Regions from separate parts of the Mus musculus genome. Here all the other regions are linked to region 2. A link is a contact called in public promoter capture Hi-C data. All regions are on one chromosome and are shown on one strand. The core of a region is the stretch at or near the end of the contact, and the rest is flanking DNA. Distances in the headings are between cores, read along the strand shown.

Region 1 (3,634 bases), core at 611-3,110, 3.4 Mb after region 2:
TGCTGGGATTAAAAACATGCACCACCACAGCCTGGCTAAGGGTAGAGACTTTGGTGAGCTTTTAGATCCAACCTGAAGACATTTCTTTAAAAAATTCAGCTACAGATTTTACAACCAGCGGAGTGTGATGTTACACATCCTTAATTCCAGCATTCAGGAGGCAGAGGGAGGGCAGATCTCTTAGTTTGATGTCAGCCTGGTCTGTCTACATAGTGAAGGAAGTTCAGCACAGGGCTATATAGGAAGAGTCTCAAAACAAACAAACAAACAAACAAACCCACCAAATCCAACTTTCACACACACACACACACGCTCTATACTCAAAGTATCTGCATTAAATAGTTTCTGTAATCCAGCAGGAGGATTGGAGAGTTTCAGACCAGTCCGGCACGATCTTTAAATCAAAAAGGTGCCGATACTGTACCTTAGTGGTACAGTGCTTGCCTAGAATGTCTGAAGTACTAAATTCAATCCTTACTGCTAAAGTCAGGGATGAGGATTAAACACTGGAAGGAGGCTCAGCCAGGAAAAGCACTTGCCACCATGCCTGATAAGCCAATCTTTCTTGGAACCCACATGGTGGTCTGAGAAATGACTCCTTTCAAGTCCTCTGACCTTCACATGTTTAATGTGTCACTCTACATGCACAATAAATAAAATGTAATGAGACACTTTAAATAAAAATATAAAAATAAGGTTGGTGGGCTGGAGAGGTGGCTCAGCGGTCAAGAGCACTGACTGCTCTTCTAAAGGTCCTGTGTTCAATTCCCAGCAACCACATGGTGGGTTCTGACACCTTCATCTGCTGTGTCTGATGACAGCTATAGTGTACTCATATACATTAAATAAATAAATAAATAAATACATAAATATTTTAAAAAAAAACTTTTTTTTAAAAAAAGTATGATTGGGTTTATTAAAAAAAAAAAAAAAAAGAGCTGGGTGGAATGGCACATGCCTCTAATGTCAGCACTAGGGAGGCAGAAGCAGACAGATCTCTGAGTTCTAGGCCAGCCGGATCTACAGAGTGAATTCCAAGACATCCAGGGCTACAAAGAGGAACTCTGTCTCAAAAGTCAAAGAGGAGAAGGAGGAGGAGGAGGAGAAGGAGGAGGAGGAGGAGGAGGAGGAGGAGGAGGAGGAGGAGGAGGAGGAGGAGAAGCCAAGCATGGTGGTGGAGCACGTTCAATCTCAGGAAGCAAAGTGAAGCGAACTGGAGTTCAAGGCCAACTTGATCTACTAGGGAGTTCCAGAGTTCCAGGACTACATAGACCCTGTCTCCAAAACAAAACACACAAAAACCCCTCCTCTCCCCACACACCCCCAAACAAAAAACACCCCAACCTCAGCACCCTCTAGTTCTGCTACTGGCCTCCCTGCATCTTACAAATCGTCTGAGGTTGGAAATTGATAAGTGACCACTCCGCGCCAGCAAAAGACAAGCTCCCCAACCCCCAACCCCAAGAATAGTGAGTACGGGTTCCAGGACTTAGCAGTGCGTTCACCATCCCTCAAACCTGGATACTACAAGACACTCCCAATCGTCACCTCCAGCGTGTCAGAGGAGTGAATCACATTTTCTCCCTCCAGCTTCCCATAGCTACAGGTAGACTGGGCGGTAACTCGTCCCCTGGCCCCGCAGCCTGCATTCCCAGGCAGGATAAGGGACACCGGTCACAGCTCCCTTCCCCACACAGTCGCTTGCCTGTCGGGCTGTGGACGCTCCATCACCGGACTGGGCTAGTTCAGGCTGGTTCTGCTCGATTCAGGCTCCGGGCTATGCTCGAGACGGCTCTGCGCGGGCAGGCTCCACTCACTGGTTGTATGCGGAAACTCTGGAGGCGACTGGAGACCGTGAGCGAGCAGCTGCCCGCGCCAGCCCTTTAAGTACGCGGGTCACGTGGTGGCCGCCCAGCTGAGCCGGCGTTCTCGCTGCTGTTGCAACATCCAGCCCGGAGGCGGGCCCTGCCTGTAAGGGGATAAATCATATGACTCTGGCAAGTCTGTTACAAAAAAAAGGGAGAGAGAGAGAAAAAAAAGAGAAGAGAAGAGAAGAGAAGAGAAGAGAAGAGAAGAGAAGAGAAGAGAAGAGAAGAGAAGAGAAGAGAAGAGAAGAGAAGAGAAGAGAAGAGAAGAGAAGAGAAGAGATCTGAATGAGTTGCCTCTTGGCAGAATTTGGGTCCTTTCCAGAACCCTCTACTCTACTCAGTGACAGGAAGACGGGAGTAGCCCTTCAGGAATCTTGAAGGTTTCAGAACTATAAGACGATCCTAAATGTGAGATGCTGGTGGGCAAACCCAGGGATTGACCCACACTACCTGAGTCTACCTTCCCGGAACTCTTAGGATAGCTGGTTTTTTCAATCCTTTATGTTCACAGTTCTGCTTGGTTTGCTGACACTTGCCTTGATTAACTTTTCCATGGTTTATCCCTATATATCATGGTGGGGACATAGATGGCTCCAGTTTTACAGGTGGGGAATCTGAGCTGGAGGTTGAAGTGTTCTGCCCAGGGTCTCATGGAGTGCAGCACCCGAGTGTTTGGCTGCCTTCTCGGCGCTCTCCTAGAACCTGGTCCACACCATGACTTCCTGATGCCCAGGTACAGAAGACTGTGAAGTCAGGACACATAGCTCTGACACATCTATCACCACAGATACCCACTGCTGCTTAGCAGGGTAAGGCTTGGAATTCACCTTCTGAATTCCTGATGAGCTGGACTCTTCAGTACAGAACAGACATGACACAGACATACTGGGTGGTTCTTCAAAGCCTCCATAGTTTTGTATGTCCTCTTTTGTTGTTGTTAAAAGTATTTACTTCTTAAAATATTTCTTTAAAAAGTATTTACTATTTTCTGGGTAGTGATGGCACATTCCTTTAATTCTAGCACCTAGGAGGCAGAGGCTGGCAGATCTCTGTGAGTTTGGAACCAGTGTGGTCTACAGAGTGAGTTCCAGGACAGCAGAGGTTACACAGAGAAACCCTGTCTGGAGAAGACAACAATGAAAAGAATATTATTTATTTTATGTGTGTGTATAGGCCCATGTATATGTATGCATGCATTCATGCTGGGTGCATATAGGTGCCTGAGAAGGCCAGAAAAGGGCATTGGATCCCCTAGAACTGGGAATTAAGGTGGTAGTGAGCTGCCCATGCTCACAACTGAATTCAAGTCCTCTGTAAGAGCAGAAAGTACTGTCAACCACAGGCCATCTCTCCAGCCTCAAAATGACTTTTGATGTCAACAAAGATTTCATTCTTTTGTTTCTTTGTTTTGTTAATCCTGAGATTCTCCAGAAAAACCAACTCCAACATTTTGGGCCAAGTTAGAAGCAAGCTTTAAATATTAAATACTAACCTTTGGGGATGGACTTTGACCAGGTATGTTCTCTGGGATTTCCCAGCTGATAATGGCCTTGAGCCTCATGTTTCAGGGGTTTATAAGGACAAACCTATAGGCTCAGTACTTTCCCATGACCTACAACTCCCTGCATTCGGGTAGTTACCTCTGGTGTTCCTAAGCAGGAGGGATTTACAGTTAATTTTGGACATTATATTTTCTTTCTTCCCCCCCCCAAAAAAAACAGGGTTTCTCTGTGTAGCCCTGGCTGTCCTTGAACTCACTTTGTAGA
Region 2 (3,754 bases), core at 558-3,057:
AGAAATTAGGGCTGGGGAAAGAAAAAACACTATTCAGAGAGATCATCCATTCACTTCTGTAAGGTTTTAATAACAAGGTAAAATTTCAAATATCTACATGGGCACCTCCTACTTGGGAAAGACTGTGTGTTCTTCTGTCCTTATTTGGGTCCATTGCATGGTTGATATATTCGATCTGCCAATAAACCTGGAACCTAACTCATGAGGTCAAAAACATATGAACTGAAGAAACTCAATTAATATCTATGAAAAGCAGAACAAGGTTGTCTGAAGGTGGGGGAGAGGGTATAAAACGCCAGTGACACGTCCCATGTTCCCACCAGTGTCCACAGGTCACATTACAAAGCTCCTACTATTCAGAGATTGGAGCGGAGGTTTTAACCCATCCACACTTCCCTGCCAAAACATACAGTGTGCATAGTCTAACACAGTCTGCAACTGTTGGACGGCTGCTGTAGTAACGGCAGCCCAGCAGCACACGGAAGTAGTGTCCCGTAAGGAAAGAGTGCAACGTGTCAGTACAATTGGGAGTTTTAGTCAGCAACTAAGGCACACTAAAAATTGAAGTTTGGAGCAAGGGTATCCTTTTTTCCTTTTTCTCCTATCCGCCGCTCCCGCCAATAATCTCCCCCAAACCCCTTTCTCTCCAACAGACTTTTTTTTGGGGGGGGGGGGCGGCAAAAGGGAGGAGTCGGAAATAGACTGGATAATGAGGTCTATTCCAGGATAGATAAAGAACTCCTGGCAACCTATAGTCCCTTGGGATGGGATGCTACTAAGAACGAGAGGAGTAACTTTCAGTTTCTGTACCCTCACTCCGGCACTGAGCAGAAGTCATTGATTGCCCGCAGAAAAGGCAACCTGCACTCCCACTCCCCTGCCCCATTCCTAATTCCCTCCTGGGCTAGCAAGTGAGAAGAACCTGCTAAAAGCCCCCCTCTCTCCCGCTGCGAGACAGAGGGCTGTGCCGCAGCCAGGGCGGCCGCTCCTCCCGGGGACTCGCCGACGAGTTCAGAAGTGGGAGCCGGCGCGCTGCAGCCGGCGGAGGTGCGGCACTTACCCCCGTTCACTCCGACCGACGGCTCGAGCTTAGCGGCGCCGATCGCCACCACTATCCCGACCATGAACCATTCTTTCCTCGCCCTCTCCAGCAGCCTCATATTTGTTAGGGCGGGTGGGTTTTGTTTATTTGTTTGGCTGGCTTGCTTTCCAAACTGCGATCCCTAAATCCCCGGGGCGTCTCCACACTTTCCTCGATCCCTCCAGACATGCAGCAGAGCAAGTCAAATTGCCACTCGTAAACTAAAGACCGAGGGGTGGCTCGGGCGGCTCCGAGGCGGGCTGGGAGTAGTAGTACCCAGTGACAGGAAAGCCTCGCTGAGCGCCGCCATCACTACCACGCACCTCAGAATAGACGCGCCCACCCGCCGAGGACCAGGGCGCAGGGGACGTAAAACGGAGGCACACCAGGAGCACGCAAGTGAGACGAGTCACGGGCTGCACTAACAGGACCCGCCGCCGTGCATACACGGCCAAGCTTGGGGAGGCCCGCAGTGGGAGAGAGGGATGAGGCGCCCCAGACGCCCAGCCTCATCATGGGTGTCGCTGCAGTAAAGCTATATTGACGGCGGCCCGAGCCCCGAGACATGCCTTGCAGAGAGCGTCTCTCACTCTGCCCTGAGCCCGAGAGACCCGCGGCGTGCGCTGGGCCGGTACCGGGCTGCGCCGTGGCGGCGGCTGCGCGCGCCAATGCCTGCTATGTCTATGCGCGTATACTCGAGACATTACGGCGACGACCGACGTCGCGTTGACGTTGCGCGGGGGGAGGGGAAGCCATTCGCGGCCTCTGGTTCTCGGCGGGAGCGGCGGCGGCAGACGCGTGTGGCGACCGGCGCGGGAAAGCGGCTTCCTAGTTAGGGAAGCGTTAGCCCCGTGGGTAGGTTGAAAATCGGTGGCCGAGCAGACGTCCGGGACGGCAGGCCCCCCGCCTTCCCGCAGCGGCGGCGGCGGGAAGGCGGGGAAGGCGGGCTGGGCCTTCCCGCCAGGTCGGTGGCCTGCCCGGGCCTTTCTGCCCGACCGCCTCCGCGGCCAAAACCCGCCTCGGGAGTGGGGAGGACGGCCGGGATGGGGCAAATCTTCCCTGGGGGGCGGTGAGAGAGCGACCCAGGCTCCTCCCCACCCGTGTGCCGCGCGTGGGCGGGCGATTCCGGAGGCCGCGTGGTGCGGGCCTTTGCCTGACCCCGAACCACTAAAGCAACAGGACAACTGAGAGGGGGCCAGGAACTCAGAACAAAAGCAGTGAGGGCCAGATCCAGGGTGGAGGGTCTGATGTCCGCCCCCTCCCCCAACCCTCGGTTTCTTGCATTGCATTTTGGCGAATCTATGACATAGTTTCACGAATGGTCTTCCGAGCATCAACCCTTCCTCTTTATGCACCCAAAGAAAGAAAGGAACAAAGTATTGTGGGACATTTTGAAGCAGCCTGGTATCAGCTACTTGAATAGTTTACTATGGAACGTAACGTTCGAAAGGGATTGTACCAGACTTTCATTCTGAATGCATTCAAAGCTTGAAAGAGACTCGGCGTGCAATTTGCTCTATTTAACTTTATCTTGCTGACATGACTCGCTATCCAAAAACTAAGCTGCTTTAAGCAGTTGTGCTATCAGTTCTCAGTTGCACAGCCCCCACTGCTCGGTAATTACGCATCAGGCAGCATGAAGAAAAGCTAATCTCAAGATAAAAAGAACTTAATAGGGAGACATTAAACAATTTACCAGGCAAAAGAAGTACATGAAATGTGATAAAGGCTTATTATAAGACAGTCACAAGGTAAGTGGAGTTCTAGGAAGTAAAATTTATAACATAATTTTCTTCAGTAATTTTGCTTGGTTCAAAAGGAAAAAAAAATCTGCCTCAGTCATCGAATACTCAAAAGGTCATCACAGATAGTGCTGCTTAAGTAAGGCTGCTCACAGAGTCTTTCTAGAGATTTTGACCTGTTTAGAACAAAATCTTAATTCATAGAATATTTTAACCGTAGTTTTGTGAATTGTATTGTCAAGGACTGTATTAGTTTGCTAGGGCTGCTATAACAAATAGTCCCCTCCCCGAGTTAGCTATACTCAGACAATAGACATGTTGTTTTACTGTTGCAGAATAAGGAAATCCAAAATGGAGATATTGGAGGGCCATGTGTTCTAAAGGCTCTTTCCAGCTTCTTGTGGCTGTTAATATTCCCTGGCTTCCTTGATTTAGGTTCTGATGCTCCAGTCTCGACCTGGTTAGGCATCACATCTCCCTCCATATGTTTCAAGTGGCTGCTCTCTGCATCCTTGAGCATTCATTACCTTTTTTCTGTGTGTATCTTTAAAAGATACTTGTCCTTGGATTTAAAGCCTAACCAGATAGTCCAGAATAATGGGTCATATTCATTTAGATTAAGTTTATGAGCCTATATCCTTTCTCCAACTTAACTGGAGTACCATCCCCTGTAAAAGACACGTTTTCCCATGACCTCAGAAGGTGACTTGTAGAAATCAGATGTTGATAGGTATGAAAAGCTGCAGTTCTTCTGAATGTCATACAAAGGTGTGCAGGTGGAGTGTAAGCACCACGTAGGGTGGAGAGAGGAACTAGATTGAGATATCTATAAGCCAAAGTAGTCTAAGAATTACTGACAACCACTGGAAGCTAGGAGGGAGTCATGGTACAGATTTTTGTTAAGGCTTCTGATAGAAACTTACCTTCATAC
Region 3 (3,272 bases), core at 47-2,546, 3.5 Mb after region 2:
ATTTCTTGCCCAAGGCAGGCAACTTTCAGGGCAGGAGAGATGCTGAGCTTTGAACTGACAGGCAGTTTAAAAGACTGAACCCAAAAGACTTTATCCAAAAAGTCTCAGGACTTTGAGGCTGGCTTTGAAGGCCAGACTAATTTGCCTGTTTTACATAGGAAATCTGCGAAGAAGACTGCCTTCTCTTTCCAGGTCTCAAACAACGATTTATGGTGAAGCACCTGGGCTTCAGGCATCAGAGCTCCCTTGCAGAGAACTGATGAGAACCTCAAAAGAGCTACTAACAGCTGCAGTGTTGGTTACAACACAGAGCTGGGTTAACAGTTTCAGGGGAAGCCTTAGCTTTCAGATTCGGCCTTCCCAATTTCACAATGCCGTCGGGACCCTTCAGGTAAGGGGGTATGGATGTCACGCCCAGACCACCCATTCCTGGGGAAACGTCGCCGCCTGGCCTTTGCCCGAGAGTAGGTGCTGGGAGCCGGCACCTTCCCATGGGCTCCAGCCCCAGTAGGTGGTAACACGTTGACAATGACAGGCGTTAGCCATGTGCCAGGAAACATCCTCAGTGCTATCTTATTAATGCATTTAATGATCAAACAAGTCCAGGAAGGCTGGGCCATGACCCTTTAACTATGGGCGAGGACCATCACGGGGGCGACGTCACATAAACCCGAGACTCCCGACCATGGGGACAGAGGCGCGGCCGAACCTAGACACCCCGGCGTCTCGGAATGTGAAGAGTCGGTGACGCGGCGAATGATCAAGACGCCGCCAGCCCGGGAGGGGCTCTTAGTCTGCGCGCGCCCGGTGGTGGCGCGGCCCAACGCCTTCTCATCACAGCAGTCCCTTTAACCCAAACTTTCTCCCTCTACTCGGACCCCAGCACGCACACATTGGCTGAACCACATCCGCCCAGGACCGCCTCCTTCCACTGCCTATTGGCTACATCAAGCATCAATCCCCATATAAGACTTCCGATTGGCCCGTGTTCTTGTCAATCAGGTGGGTCATAGGGTGGGCGGAGCCCAGAGCGCCGCGCCAGCCTCACCGCCTAGCCTCCCTCCTGTCTGCCAGACTGCGGACTCCGACAGGTCCCAGGGCCAAGGCCAGAGCGGCACACAGGGGCGGGACTGCGCGCGGCTCCGGGGACTCACCGATCCGTTGTCCCACCGGAGAGCTGAACGGATTTCCCAGGAGAAAGTCCATTGCCGCGGCTACCGCTGCCACCAGCTCCCAGAATCAGGTGACAGCAACCGCCGGCGCCGCCGACCCGCCACGTGACCCGTTGGCCAGCCCGCGGGGTGGTGCCGGCAGGCGGGGGCTCTGGAGCGCAGCCACGAGGCCCCGCCCCCTACTAGGCTGCCCCTGGGCCGTGGCTGACGCCACACCAGGGCGGGGCCTGGGAGGGCCGGCTTCTAAGCCACGCCCCTGAAGCTTCAGTGCGCGCCACTGTGGAGCCTGGAAGTCTTGACATCCTGAAACTGGGTCTCTGGCCAGGGAAAGACCTGGGTCAGGTTACGCATACTCAGACAGGTATTAGTATTAGTGTCTTAGCCTTTAGTCCTGGGGACCAAGCCCTGAGGATGACAGCCTCCTTGCCCAAGTCGGACTCGAAATTTCCATTTGATGTCTCCCCGCTCCAAGAGCCAGAGGAGGCAAGGGCCTGGGTTTTTGCTCTCTTGAGACAGAGAATGAACTGCCTGTCCTGTGGCAAATGCTTTCACCTCATAAGCCACCTCATCTGCCTTGGCTCTCACCTGGCAAACCGGAAAAGTGCTTTTTCCTTATCTGTTCCCCTCAGCTGTAAATATCCATAATGTAATGCTTTCAGAGTATTGAGGTGACATGAAAATCACTCATAAGGCATTCCGTAATGGTTGCTTCCTCCTTGCTGTATCTTTGTAAGGCATTATGTTTTAAACTTTTAAATTTTTTTTTAACTCTATATGTGTGTGTTCCATGGTGCATACAGAGAGGTCAGAAGAAAACGTGGAGGAATCGATTCTCTCACCACATTTAATCTGAGATTAAACAAGTACTGTGGGCCATCACACTTCCTCCTCCATTTTGGCAGGGCTCATACCTAGGACTTTGCCACACTGAAACCCGGTGCTGCAGTCCCCCCCACCCCCCCTTTTTTTTTGACAATATCCCTTGTCTGGCCTCAAACTCAGATCCCTGGGGTGTTGGAATTGGAGAAGTATGTGCATCATAGCATGCAGCCTTATTATTATTATTATTTTTTTTTTGCTACTTATGACTTTTAACATTTTGTTTTTCCATTAACTTTTTCCTTAACCATGAAAGGTCAAATTTCCATATTTCAATGTTCACAGTATTAGCACATATTCACTTCAGGCCATGTGGCTGTTGACTCAGAGACAAGGAGGTGACATCACATTTTTTTTTTATTTAAAATAGACAAGACTCTGGAAAGCTCCTGGGATATGAACTGTCTGTTTTTTGGCATAGAATTTTCATGCAACTCTGACAAAAGATTGATGGATACTTTTTGATTTAGGCCAATAGCAATATTTTAAATGGTTTCATTTGCTATGCCACAACTATCATATTCTCTCCTTTTATAATACATGCAAATGATATTTGAGAGCCTTTACATATAAGGTGTGTTCAACCTGAGACCCAAGGGCTGCATGGCCCAGGATAGATAGGAACATGGTAACTTGACCTTTATTTCAGGATTTGGTTTTAAAATTTTTAAATTTTGTGTTTGTGTGTGTGTGTGTACCTCTGTGTGGGTATATGCACTTGTGTGCTGGTGCCTAAGGAGGCTACAGAGGGTGACTGATCCTCTGAAACTGGAGTTACATTCAATTGGATGAGTGTTGGGATCTAACTTGGGTCCTTATCAAGGGCAGGAAATATTCTTCACCAGTGAACCATCTCTTCAGCCCCCACTCCCTTATAGAGAAATGTCAGGGTAGAGTAGAGTTATACCGACTACGATTAGCCCAATTAGGGAAAAGACAGCTAAGACTGGACTATAAATATTAAAAATGAGATCTTTAATATAAGTACAAAATATTGTTTCTTTATACAACTGTAATAGGATTTGGATCAAACCACTAGGATTTATTTAAAAAAACAAAATAAAACAATGATATAAAAACAGCAAGAAGGCCTGAATCCAAAATTTTTCCTCTAATAGTACCAAATACCACAAGGTACAGATTATTATACAAATGTGTACAAATCTTTAATACAAATACAACAGGGCTAGGCTTCAGAGGAAAACAAACCCGAAAAAGCCG

Evidence for each region. Promoter capture Hi-C pulls out the DNA fragments that hold promoters and counts their contacts.
Region 1: a contact with region 2 is called in a promoter capture Hi-C map of pre-B cells. The contact joins the promoter of Hmox1 here to the promoter of Rbmxl1 in region 2.
Region 3: a contact with region 2 is called in a promoter capture Hi-C map of liver, with 4 times the contacts expected there. The contact joins the promoter of Tom1 here to the promoter of Rbmxl1 in region 2. A contact is called at or near these places in 2 of 39 promoter capture datasets (liver and pre-B cells).

What each region holds. Positions count from the first base shown.
Region 1 is chr8:75,091,844-75,095,477 of GRCm38.p6, reverse strand. Hmox1 (heme oxygenase 1) reads right to left here and starts at 1,860. Exons shown (of 5, transcript NM_010442.2): 1 at 1,706-1,860. The coding sequence starts at 1,728.
Region 2 is chr8:78,506,981-78,510,734 of GRCm38.p6, reverse strand. Rbmxl1 (RNA binding motif protein, X-linked like-1) reads left to right here and starts at 1,807. Exons shown (of 2, transcript NM_001252089.1): 1 at 1,807-1,936. It overlaps Slc10a7 (solute carrier family 10 (sodium/bile acid cotransporter family), member 7), which reads right to left and starts at 1,407. Exons shown (of 12, transcript NM_029736.2): 1 at 1,061-1,407. The coding sequence starts at 1,160.
Region 3 is chr8:75,031,710-75,034,981 of GRCm38.p6, reverse strand. It overlaps Tom1 (target of myb1 trafficking protein), which reads right to left and starts at 1,296. Exons shown (of 15, transcript NM_011622.3): 1 at 1,155-1,296. The coding sequence starts at 1,206. Hmgxb4 (HMG box domain containing 4) reads right to left here. Exons shown (of 11, transcript NM_178017.2): 11 at 3,004-3,272.